Linked DNA regions of Zea mays: region 1 is linked to region 2. Evidence: chromatin contacts called from public Hi-C data. All regions are on one chromosome and are shown on one strand. Each heading gives the region's core, a stretch centred on a gene start, on an enhancer-like site or on the middle of the called end of the contact. The rest is flanking DNA. Distances are from core to core; before and after follow the strand shown. Region 1 has its middle 32 kb from the start of LOC103652174. Region 2 holds the start of LOC110485087.

Region 1 (2,700 bases), core at 11-2,510, 220 kb before region 2:
CCCGACGGCGCCTGGCGGACAGTGAGCCTTGATTTTGTGGAAGGCCTTCCTCTGTCTCATGGCAAGAATTGTGTCTTAGTGGTGGTGGATAAATTTTCCAAGTTTAGCCACTTTATTCCCTTGCGACATCCATTCACAGCAGCATCAGTTGCTCATGTCTTCATGCAGAACATTTACAAGTTGCATGGTTTGCCTACGGCGATTATATCTGACAGGGATCGTATTTTCACGAGTCAGTTGTGGAAGACACTCTTTTCATTGGCAGGGGTTTCTCTCAACATGAGTTCTGCGTATCATCCACAATCAGACGGGCAAACTGAACGTGTGAATCAGTGCATGGAAACATATTTGAGGTGCTTTGTGAATGCTTGCCCCAGCAAATGGGTGGATTGGCTCTATTTAGCTGAGTTTTGGTATAATTTCAGTTGGCACTCAGCATTGGGTTTTTCTCCCTTTGAGGTCTTGTATGGTTACGCTCCTCGTCACTTTGGAGTAGAGTCTTCTGCTGTCTGTCCGATTTCCTCACTGCAGGAATGGATCGAGGAGAAGAAAGTCATGATGGATTTAGTCAAACAGCATTTGGCTCGTGCCCAACTTCGCATGAAGGTGCAGGCTGATAAGAAGAGGTCTGAGCGTTCCTTTCAAATTGGTGATATGGTCTATGTCCGGCTTCAACCTTATGTTCAGTCTTCGCTCGCCCATCGTGGTAACCAGAAGCTGGCCTTCCGTTTCTTTGGGCCCTTCAAGGTGCTGTCAACAGTGGGACCTATTGATTCACTGAACCGTGCCTTTTTCCTAGCAGATCGTGGGCAAAGCCGTATTAGGACCGAAGAGCGCTAAAAAATCTCCGAGTCTCCTCATCCCTTGTGCCCATGTAACCTTACTACAGGCAAGAATCCCATAAGCAACCAGCCTCTATTCGTATTCCAAAACAGCTTGTTGGCATGGTATATTACCACATTTTACATCTCGGACAGAGGTCAAATTCGAAGAAAGAAATGCAGTTCCAGTATTTTGGAAATGAAACAAAATTCTTCTGCTCTACAGGTTCCTTTTAAGCTGGATAGGGCGCCAGAAGGGCGTCCCTTGATCTAGTGGATATATATTTGACTCTTGTATCTACCTCCCATGCATGGGTGTGTGCCCGGGCGGGACGACAGCAAAAGCCAAATAATGCAATGAAGCGATCGACCACGGCTGTCTTGGTACGGCGCGTCCGGGGATCTTTCGAGGAAGCTCTGCCCCCCTGGCTCGCATTGGTTCTACCAAGCAAGCGTACCTTGTCCATGGTACGGTATTAATTGGCTGCCTGTGTATATATAGTATATATCAGGCGCATGCAGATCATATCCATAGCTCAGTCAGGCGCGCACGCTCAGACCTGCCGGACGGCGTTCCGAGAGTACGACGACGACATGGCGGCCGGCAGGAGGGCGATGCTCGCGCTCTTCCTCATCTGGGCTATGGCAATGCTTCTTTTCATGGCTACCCACGGTACGCCACTATCGGAATTCAGCTCTTTATCGAGTGTTGTCGAGTGCTAAATAATCTGTCGAGTATTTTTTTAGACACTCGACAAATAAGCTTTTTATCGAGTGTCAAATAATTTGCTGATTGTTTTCTTTCGGGCAATTGTCAAAAAAGCTATTTGCTGAGTGCACACGAATCCACTTAATTTAGATCTTGTTTAGTTATTAACCTCATGGACTGATGATACAGATTAAAAAAAATTATGAAAGATTTTGACTTGGTACTGATTTAAACTTATTCAGGCCTTGTTCGTTTGTACTGAATTGGTGGGTCAAAACGATTTCTAACCGAATTGCTTCTCTAATTTATATAAACTTTGATTAGCTGGAATGATCCCGGTGCAATCTGAGACAAACGAACAAGGCCTCAATTTGCTTCAATCCATATGGATTTGATAGGGAACAGAATGGACCCTTAATTTGCTCGCGTCCGAACCTAGTATTTTCTTCACTTTGCTACGCGCGCAAATGGGCTGTTATGAAAATGAAAATAGATTATACAGAATATCTAGAGGAATAGAATTAGCTGCTGTATTAATATATTAATGGAACCTGTGTTCAACTGAGAATTGTTATCAAACAATTTGAAAATGGGTCTTTTTTTGTTGTTTGTTTATATAATTAATTAATACTGCTGATAGATACTCTAGATAGGTATACGCGTATATATAGTTTGGACCTTTCATTCAATAATATACTTCTATCTATATTATATGGAAAACTGTTTTCCCCTTCTTTTTCACGTTCGCTGCTGGCTTTGAATTTGCAGCTCCGGCAGTACTCGGCGCCCGTGAGGACGCCGTCTGCTTTTGCTGCGCCGACAAGATATGGTGTACGTTCGACCCCAATTGCTGCTCGAGACCCCCACCAAGTGCAAACTAATACGTATAATCGTCTTTGGCTGCTTCTCTGAATTCGTTCTCTCTACCTGTTTCAACCTTCACCAGCCTGACTATGGATATGGATGAATGCATGCATGACGGTCGTTGATGGATGAATGTAAGGAATAAAAGATTTGATACGGTTACAAGCTAGGGGATAAGTATATCATGCATGCATCACCACGTTTGCATACAAAAAAAAATCATTGTAAATCTATAAGTATATCACGCCGATTTTTTTATACGGCATGCATACATTTCAACATGTGTGGTGATGGGACAAACAGGTT
Region 2 (2,700 bases), core at 18-2,517:
ATCCAATACATAGAGGTGTTTGGGAACGTAGTTTTCAACCAAATCATAATGTGAAAAAGAAAGCTAAAACAAATTCTACTCCCAGCCACGTAATGCTTTCCCAATCAAAAAAGAACCTCCCAGCCTAGAGCGCACCTGTTGCAAATCAAAATAGCCAGTACATGTACATTAGAACAAGTTGTCATTGTTTTCCCAAGTGTTAAAATCAGAACAAGCTGTCATCGTTTTCCCAAGTTTTGAAATCATGTTGCTGGCTTTAAATGTCCAAGGTTCCCAAGAATTGACTACACGAGAGAAGAAGAGAAAAGTATCTTATTCTCTGCCTCCCATGTTTATATATATGTGTGTGAACCAGCCCATTCTAACTTTTACATTTATAAAGGTAGGGCTAGTTTGGAAACCCCATTTTTCTATAGAATTTTAATTTTCCCATAGGAAATTAGTTCATTTTCCCTTTGAAAAATTAGAATCCCTTGGAAAAACGATGTCCCCAAACTAGCCCGTAGTTAGGAGTTAGACGGAAAAAATAGCTGAAAAGAAAATTTACCTTATTTTGATAACTTATTCTTTTTCAATGATTGTAATATTAGCATGCAATGTAACATACACAAAACAAACTTACGCACATAGCATTTGTGAAACATAACATCTCTGAATAAAATTATGCACGAGATGGTGAAACAAACACAAGATTTATTATGACAAAAATACGCACAAGACTTGTGAAAGAAATTTGTGCACGCAAGATTTGTGAGTATAAATTACGTGTAAACAGATTTGTGGAAAAAACATACGCACTTGAGATTTGTGAACATAAGATCCTAGATCAGATCAGAAGAAGAGAAAACGTTAAAAAAAAACTGAAGAGTACAAAAAGGAAAAAAAAAGCACGGCAGCGTACTGCGCTCTGCAGCTAGCCAGTACAGGAATGAGAAAGGAGAACGGGCTGAGATATCACAAGGCACAAGCCATGCTGAGAAAGTGAGACGAGCGTTCGCTCAGGACGAATGACCGCTGAACTGGATTTGGGCTGTTTTGCTCACTTAAAGAGCCCAACTTCACCCAGATGGCCCATGAGAACCAGCCCACTCTTCTCCTCCCGCAGCCTCTCTGTCTCTCGCTCATTCCAATACACTGACACGACGGTCCCATCACTCATCGGACGGTTCAAACCAGCCGTGAACCTCATCTCCACCATCCGCCGTAGGGTAACCCTCCCCAAACCCTCACGACGCACTATATAATGCTCTCTCTTCTCTCTCGTCCAACGCTAGCCGCACCGCGCTCACTTCCGCACCCTCTTCCCGCCGCGCCGCCGCCGCCGCCGCTTCCTCCCCGCCGCCGGGCAAGATGGGTCGCGTGATCCGCGCGCAGCGTAAGGGTGCGGGATCCGTGTTCAAGTCCCACACCCACCACCGCAAGGGCCCCGCCCGGTTCCGCTCCCTCGACTTCGGCGAGCGCAACGGGTACCTCAAGGGCGTAGTCACCGACGTGATCCACGACCCCGGACGCGGCGCCCCGCTCGCCAAGGTCACCTTCCGCCACCCCTTCAGGTACAAGCACCAGAAGGAGCTCTTCGTCGCCGCCGAGGGCATGTACACCGGCCAGTTCGTTTACTGCGGCCGCCGCGCCACGCTCTCCATCGGCAACGTCCTGCCGCTCCGCGGGATCCCCGAGGGTGCCGTCGTCTGCAACGTCGAGCACCACGTTGGTGACCGCGGTGTCTTCGCCAGGGCCTCTGGGGACTACGCCATCGTGATCAGCCACAACCCTGACAACGGAACCTCGAGGTCTTAACACCATCAGCATCCCTCCTTTCTCTATTTCATTCGTAGGATGAGACCTGATGTGGTAGTTCGACTATGAGTACTTGTATCACTATCTGATATGTTAGGATTCATGTAGCATTCTGAAAATAGTTTAGCTCTGTTCTTGTGGCTTTAGATTTAGTATTTTTACAATTTTAGAACAAAACGCTTCGAATTGTGCTCTAGTATAGTAGACATATCTGCCACATTCTAGTTGTTTCGATAGGAAAGGTTTAGGAAGTTTCTTGCGTTATGGAGGTATATTTAGTTCTGTAGGCATTTGAAGTTGATTTGTTCGTATATTTTGTGATATTATTGTGCTGCTTTACACATCTCGATTGTTTATACTTATGAAATTGTAAGTTTTTTTCTCATCTGATGATGGCAGCCTTAATATTACATTTTTACAGCTGAACATATTGTAGAATACCTCCATTGTAGAATACCATGTAGATATTGCAAGTTCTTAAGGGTTGGTTTGGTGGACGGGAAATGGAGCCATGGATCCCCTCTGTTTTCCTGTCTACCAAAGCAGCCCTAATATTGCTGCCTATTGATGTTCTAATGTGGCAGAAGATAATATTGTTCTAGTGTAGTTGTCTATATATATATATTATAATCTATCCCAAACAATAGTTCCTAATTTTGCTCTGTTTTTACAGGATCAAGCTGCCATCTGGTGCCAAGAAAATTGTCCCCAGCAGCTGCCGTGCCATGATTGGGCAGGTTGCCGGTGGTGGCAGGACTGAGAAGCCGATGCTGAAGGCTGGCAACGCCTACCACAAGTACCGTGTGAAGAGGAACAGCTGGCCCAAGGTCCGTGGTGTGGCCATGAACCCCGTGGAGCATCCCCACGGAGGAGGTAACCACCAACATATCGGTCACGCCTCTA

The links. A called contact is a pair of places that touch in the nucleus more often than the background predicts.
Region 1: a contact with region 2 is called in a Hi-C map of tassel, with 3 times the contacts expected there. The contact joins the enhancer-like site here to the promoter of LOC110485087 in region 2. A contact is called at or near these places in 3 of 25 Hi-C or Micro-C datasets (leaf, tassel and an unstated tissue).

Annotation. Positions count from the first base shown.
Region 1 is chr3:128,716,676-128,719,375 of Zm-B73-REFERENCE-NAM-5.0, reverse strand. No RefSeq gene overlaps it. Among protein-coding and RNA genes, the nearest start is that of LOC103652174, 32 kb to the right of the region's middle. Within about 2 kb of position 1,260, at least 8 of the 20 cell types and tissues checked have an H3K27ac peak or open chromatin away from gene starts, as enhancers often do. A contact at or near this core is called in tassel, where this site is marked.
Region 2 is chr3:128,496,085-128,498,784 of Zm-B73-REFERENCE-NAM-5.0, reverse strand. It overlaps LOC110485087, which reads left to right and starts at 1,267. Exons shown (of 2, transcript NM_001353000.1): 1 at 1,267-1,790; 2 at 2,471-2,700. The coding sequence starts at 1,351.